Regions from separate parts of the Mus musculus genome. Here region 2 is linked to region 1. A link is a contact called in public HiChIP or PLAC-seq data. All regions are on one chromosome and are shown on one strand. Each heading gives the region's core, a stretch centred on a gene start, on an enhancer-like site or on the middle of the called end of the contact. The rest is flanking DNA. Distances are from core to core; before and after follow the strand shown.

Region 1 (3,121 bases), core at 209-2,708:
TCACACCCTCATCCTGCAATAGCAAAGTCCCTTTCTCTTTCCCCCTCCGTCCTGCTGAATTCAGATAACCTCACTGTAGCTGGTCTCACACATAAGCACACTGGGTTCTTGCTGAGAAGGCACGGTGGGCAGATGACACTGGGTTAAATAACTGCTGGACACGGAGGAAAACAAACCCCACAGCAGGGAACAATACCATGGTACAATGTGTGTCTTTTCCCGGATGGAGCAGGAAGGATCACTGGCAGCTGGGCCAGGACAGTGAGGGGGATTTGAAACAGGTTTGGAGCTTGGTTTGGGAAATAAACAATGAATGCAAAGACAATTTAGGTTTGGCTTAGAGTGAAGGTAATTTCTATTCTGGCAACCTAGAACAAAGCTGAGAGATCAACGAGAAAACTAGACTCCAGATTTAAGGAAGTACTGGGTATTGGGGACAGGGGGTGACGGACATGGAGGAACACTTATTAGGGCTGTTTGAATAGGTCAGGTAGTGTGGGTGAGGTGTTGGGGACCACCCGAAAGAGTGCTGAGGAAGGTTTGGTGGGTATGAAAAAGTTCTAGGTTAAGGCTGACCTTAGAAGATGGAGCAGAAGATGGAGAATGCTAAAATGAGGATAAAGATGTGCTTGCAGCAACGATGGGACACTACCAGAACAGGTACTGGAAGAGGAGTGGGCTGGGTGTTCTCAGCAACAGGTAAAGGTGAATAGGGGACACTGACCCGAGGGAGACCCATGTTAGGAACTGGCTATCCTCCCTCAATGGGGGTGCCCTATATCTTTAATCTCAGCACTCTACAGGCAGAAGCAAGAGGATCTCTAATAGGCCATCCTGGTCTACAGAGCTAGTTCTAGGGCACACAAACCCTCAAAACAAAACAAGGAATTGACCACCCTAGTAGAAAGGATTCGGGTGATTTTCAGGCATTAAGTGTGTAGGGCTCAGGATAGCTGTCTGAAAGATTAATGGAGCGGGCAGGAGTTTGTAGGATTCAAGATGAACTTGTAGACGGGAGGGTTGCGGAGGAGACTTTAAAGTTTCTGAATCTTCTGAGCCAGGGAATTTTCAAAGTCTCAGGCTTTCCAAGCTGGGGAATGTGACTGCCTCCAGGGCCGGAGGTTCAGGGCAAGTCCTAAGCACCAGGAGTCGGGTCTGGGCCGGGGCCAGGAGGCTGGGCTCACCTGGGCAGGCTGTCCTGGTAGTGCATGGTGGGTACGATGCTGTGCTGCAGATACTCGGCGGGCCCCGAGACAGCACTTAAGGGCCGACTAGGGGCTCCCAGGACAAGCGAGGGGCACCGGGGCCAGTCACGCAACAGCAGGCGCGGCATCATCGTCCCGGGCGGCAATGGCGGCTTGAGGACGCGGTGGCTGAGGGAGTTCCCGAGCAAGCAGGCCGCTGCCCTCAGGCCCGGGACACCCGTAGAGACTTAACGTCCAGTTCAACTCCGCCCACAGGGGCACTTCCGGGCACCGATAGGCGGTGGCCCCGCCCACACTTGGCCTCTCCCAGAGCCCGCCCACATCGTGGCCACGCCCAAGAGGCGGCCACGCCCACCTGGGCCGGAAGCGGTCTCTAAACTATAGTAAGCCCAGCTTCTTGCCCGAAGGTGGCAGGCATGTAACTCTGAAGCTAACCTCTTTTCCTTTCACAGAACTGGATAGAAATCAAAAGTAGAGAAAAAAGAAACGCTGAAACTTGGCATTTGGCAGACCTATCCTTGTCAAGGCTTGGTCTCTAGAGACCAAGAACATTTCAAACCTTTGTCTTCTAAGTAGAGAACAAGATCAACAAACGCCTCCACAGTTCTAGATTTACTGAACAATAGTCATACTTATTTCACCAATATAATTTGTTAGGCAGAATACTTTACTCATACTAGGTCCGTGTAGCATTCCCCAAGCCTGAAGTCTTTGAAGTGTGTGGCTTCGCGGGGCGGGGGGGGGTGGGGGTGGGGTGGGGTGGGGGGGGGATAGGGAACTTTCGGGATAGCATTTGAAATGTAAAGAAAATATCTAATAAAAATATTATTAAAAATGTATAACTGGAAATTGGGGGTGCATGCCTGTAATCTGAAGGAGAGGCAGAGGCAGAGTGTCAAGAATTCTAGCCTATATTCAGCTACATAGCGAGTTGGAAGCCATCCTGGGCTACACGGGACTGTGTCTTAATCAAAACAAGAGGAAGGAAGGAAAAAGAATGTACAGGAACCAGAAATGAGCATCCTTTTTCAGATTGAATATTTCAAAGGAAAAAAACAAAACAGGTTCCCTACCAAGAGGAAACCCTTGTCCTCTAGTTCTGGGTGTCTTTTAGCCTCAGTCCACCGTAGGAGGCTACCTGTCAGCACACATGGGTCCTGAAGTCCCAAACTTTTCAGGAATTCAAAGATTCTTGAACGTGAACATCCCCATCCATCGCTAAACCACCACAGGCAAGCAACATATACCATACCCCTCTGGTCTCTGCCTCATCTGTAGCTAAAGAAGTAATAGGTTCTGCTACCACTTATTTTACATAGTGAATTATTCTCACTTGAAGCACAACAGAATTCCATTCTGGAAACACAACCTTCCTTTAGCTCCAGCTGTCTGTCAGGACCCTGTAGATCTGAAGCAGCCAAGTACATTTTGTCTGTTCCATAAGTAGGTAGGCAGAGCCATGAGCTGGAACACATCCCAAAGGGCACTGGATTTGGAGTTCAGGGGACCTGAGTTTGTTTCTCGGGCTCTGTCCTTATTTAGATGACCAGCAGTTAAACAGGAAACTCACTTACCAGCTCCATACTGAAGAACTTTTCTTCATTGACTGAAGAGCTAAGCACAGAATTCAAAGCTAGTGGGAACCAGGGATGTAACTCAGTGGGCAGGGTGTTTGCCTAGCATGCATGAAACCCTAGGTTTGATCCCTAGTATCACATAAACCAACCAAATATGGTGGTGCATGCCTGTAATCCCAGCACTGGGAAGGTGGAGGCCTGAGAATTGATTCGATGTTGACGGGTGGGATGGCTCAGGGAGTAAGGTCCTTGGCACTGATGATGATCTGAGTTAAGTCCCTGAGACACAATGGTGGAAAAGGAGAACAGACTTGTGAAGGATGTCCTCTGACCTCCACA
Region 2 (3,121 bases), core at 192-2,691, 270 kb after region 1:
ATGACCTAAGGAAGCCTCCCTCGTTGGGTGTTTGTATCCGAAAGCACAAAGGCCTGAAGGGGTGAGGTGAGCCATTATAAAAGTAAAGTTAGCCCTTGAACTCCTTCAGTCCGCAGGACCAAACACAGTGGTCTGAGGCAGCCACGGGTCTGTTTCTGAAAGCCAAGCGATTCAGTGTCTCCTCAGCCACCCGAGCCACTTGAACACAGTGGTTCCCCACAAAGAGACACAAGTTCCATTAGCATAACGGATTACCAAAAGCTCTTGTAAGTCTTTAGCAGTCTACCAGGCTCCCAGAAGGACAGAAGGACTACCTGCTATTCTAGCAGGTAAGACGTTTCCCGTCTAGGGGGTCTCTCCTGCTCAGCTTTCTGAGATTGCTTTTACTGCTTTTCCTTTCTCCAGCTCTTTACCTGGGTGCTGGGGATTCAGGTTCAGTTTCTTACACTTGCATGGCCTGCACTCTACCAACTAAGCTGTGTCCTAGTCGCTCTCGTTTGGTTGGTTTTGATTTGAGTCAGGACCTTCCTACCCAGGCCAGCCTGGCCTCAAACTTGTTCGCCTCCCTGGAATTGGAATTACAGCTGGGTACAATACCCACCATCTACAGAGTTTTCAGTTAAATAAGAGAGCTACCATTATTTTTTTAATTTCTGATTTTAATTTGAGTATGTCTGTATAGCATGTGCAGGCAGGGCCCATAGAGGCCAGGAGAGGACATTGGATCCCCTAAGACTGGAGTTACATGATTGTGAGCTGCCATGTGTGTGCTAGAAATCAAACCCAGGCTGGGCAGTGGTGGCGTACGCCTTTAATCCCAGCACTTGGGAAACAGAGGCAGGCGGATTTCTGAGTTCGAGGCCAGCCTGGTCTACAAAGTGAGTTCTAGGACAGCCAGGGCTACACAGAGAAACCCTTTCTTGGAAAACAAAACAAAACAAAACAGAAATCAAACCCAGGTCCTCTAGAAGAGCAACCAGTACTCTTAAATCTCTCCAGCCCCGGACAGATATTATTTTAAGCCGCTAAGATGTAGGTTGTTCACAGCAACAGAATTACTGCATGAAGGTATCTGTTTGCTCAGAATGTAACAGAAATTAAATGAACCTATGATTTAAACTGGTTACAGCAGTGCCCAGCACAAAGTAGGTGCTATAGAAGTATTAGTTTTAATTAAAATTAATTCAAACAATTCATCTTACCAAAAGACCAAGTACTTTGCTTTGTATCACAGATATTGAAAATGTCTGTAAAAAAAGAACACTCAGGTCACTTTATCATGAAGAAAAGAACTTTATATCAAAACTCAATCCCACCTTCCCACCTCTAAGACTCGGATGACAGTTGCTAGTCCTTCGTTTTCCATAAAGTACTTGCAGGCCAATGGACACTCATCCGTAAGATTCCAAAGTGCTTTCAGAGTAAACAAGAAGGTGACATCATCTAAATTTTCAGCCAGCTTTTGTCTGATGATTGTTAGAAGTTCCTAAAAGCCAAAGAGATGGAGAGTTAAACCAACTCACTTCTGCATGGGAAGAGGAGGGAAGTGGGCCAGTGATACAGCTGGGCTCATGGAGTACTTGTAGCATGCTGAAGCCTTTCAGTTCTAGCCCCAGTTTGCTCTCAAATACCTGTCCCAGACAGACATAAAATAAATATCACATTTGTTTTGAGACAGGGTCTTGCAGGTAACCCTAGCTGTTCTAGAACTCACTATGTAGACCAGGGTGGCCTTGAACTCACAAAGAATCCCATTTCTGGCCCCCAGCACTGCATTAAAGTTGTGCACCACCACACCTGGCTAGCTCAGCGAATAAGAATACTTTCTTCCTTCTTTCCTTCTGTTTTGTTCTGAGACAGGGTTTCTCTGTTTAGCCCTGGCTATCCTGGAACTTGCTCTGTAGATCAGAGGTTGGCCTCCAGCTCATAGAGATCTGCCTGCCTCTGCCTCCCAAATGCCATGATTCAAGGCATGTGCCACCACTGCCCAGCAGGAAAGAACTTCTTAAGCATGGAAGCACATGACCTTAATCCCAGCAAAGAAAGGCAGAGTGTCAGGCCTACATATCTACATATCTACTTTCAGGCTTGCCAAAGCTACATAGTGAGACCCTGTCTCAAAAAAGAAAAAAAAAAAAGTACTTCATATTGTGTTTTATAAAAAAGAAAAAGCAGCCAGGAATATGTTTGGTGGGGGTGTGGTATGGTGTAGGGGGAAGGGGTACCTCTGCGGGCCCATGCTGAGGCATCCCTTCCCCTTGAGGGACCAGCCACATATATAATTTACTGGTATACTATATCAGTATAGTATAGAAGAGTTTATTTAGGGCATAGGGAGGGGAGTTGAAAGGGTAGTAGAGATGGACAGATAGACAGGGAAGGGGGAGGGGAAGAGAGAGAGGGAGGGAGGGAGTGGAGTGGAGTGGAGTAGAGGCCAGTCATGAATATGTGGAGAGAGAGGGGGACAGAGGAATAAGGAGAGAAGGGACAGAGGAGGAAGAGGGCAAGAGAGTAGGAGAGCAAGAGAGAGAGGAGAAGGCAAGCAGCCCCTTTCATACTGTGTGGAGCAAACCTAGCTGTTGCCAGGTAACTGTGGGGAGGAGCCTAGAAGGAATGCTAACATTTCCTAAGCAAACCTAAGGGCCTGAGTTTGAATTCTAGCAGCCATGTAAAAAGTGGCCACATAAGACCCACTGGGGTTTGCCAGCCTAGCTCCACCCTTAGTGAGAGACCCTGTCCCCAGGCAGGACAAAGAACTTTTGGCCCACTGTAAACAAGTACCTACCCTCCCACACACACACTCACACAAAGAGCTGGAGTACCAGACCAGGGTTCAAGTGTTTTTAAACCATTTAAAAAAAAAAGTATATAAAAAGTATATTTTTAATTACAGTTTTTTATTTATTGTGAGTGTGTATACATGTACGTGTGTGAGTGTATGTGCATTGAGTATGCGTGTGTGAGAATGGCATGTGCTACCGTGTATGTATGGACGTCAAAGGACAACTTTCAGAAATTGGTTCTCTCCTACCATATGGGACCAGAGATCAAATGCTTGGTAGCAAGGTGTCTTTACCCACTTTGTCATTTTATCAGCCTGCTCTAAGTGTCAGGAGTTATT

Evidence for each region. HiChIP or PLAC-seq counts read pairs in DNA pulled down with a chosen protein or histone mark.
Region 2: an H3K27ac HiChIP or PLAC-seq map of hepatocytes shows a contact between it and region 1, with 3 times the contacts expected there. The contact joins the enhancer-like site here to the promoter of Cpt2 in region 1. A contact is called at or near these places in 1 of 15 datasets of contacts at CTCF or cohesin (the NIH/3T3 cell line), 2 of 484 Hi-C or Micro-C datasets (the HL-1 cell line and nephron progenitors), 5 of 115 datasets of contacts at active chromatin or transcription factors (embryonic stem cells, hepatocytes, intestinal crypt epithelium and 1 more) and 4 of 9 other capture datasets (adipose tissue, embryonic stem cells, macrophages and 1 more).

The regions. Positions count from the first base shown.
Region 1 is chr4:107,922,131-107,925,251 of GRCm38.p6, forward strand. It overlaps Cpt2 (carnitine palmitoyltransferase 2), which reads right to left and starts at 1,459. Exons shown (of 5, transcript NM_009949.2): 1 at 1,185-1,459. The coding sequence starts at 1,336.
Region 2 is chr4:108,188,245-108,191,365 of GRCm38.p6, forward strand. Zyg11a (zyg-11 family member A, cell cycle regulator) reads right to left here. Exons shown (of 14, transcript NM_001167936.3): 9 at 1,325-1,486; 10 at 1,203-1,247. Among named protein-coding and RNA genes, the nearest start is that of Echdc2, 24 kb to the left of the region's middle. Within about 2 kb of position 1,442, at least 3 of the 459 cell types and tissues checked have an H3K27ac peak or open chromatin away from gene starts, as enhancers often do. A contact at or near this core is called in hepatocytes, where this site is marked.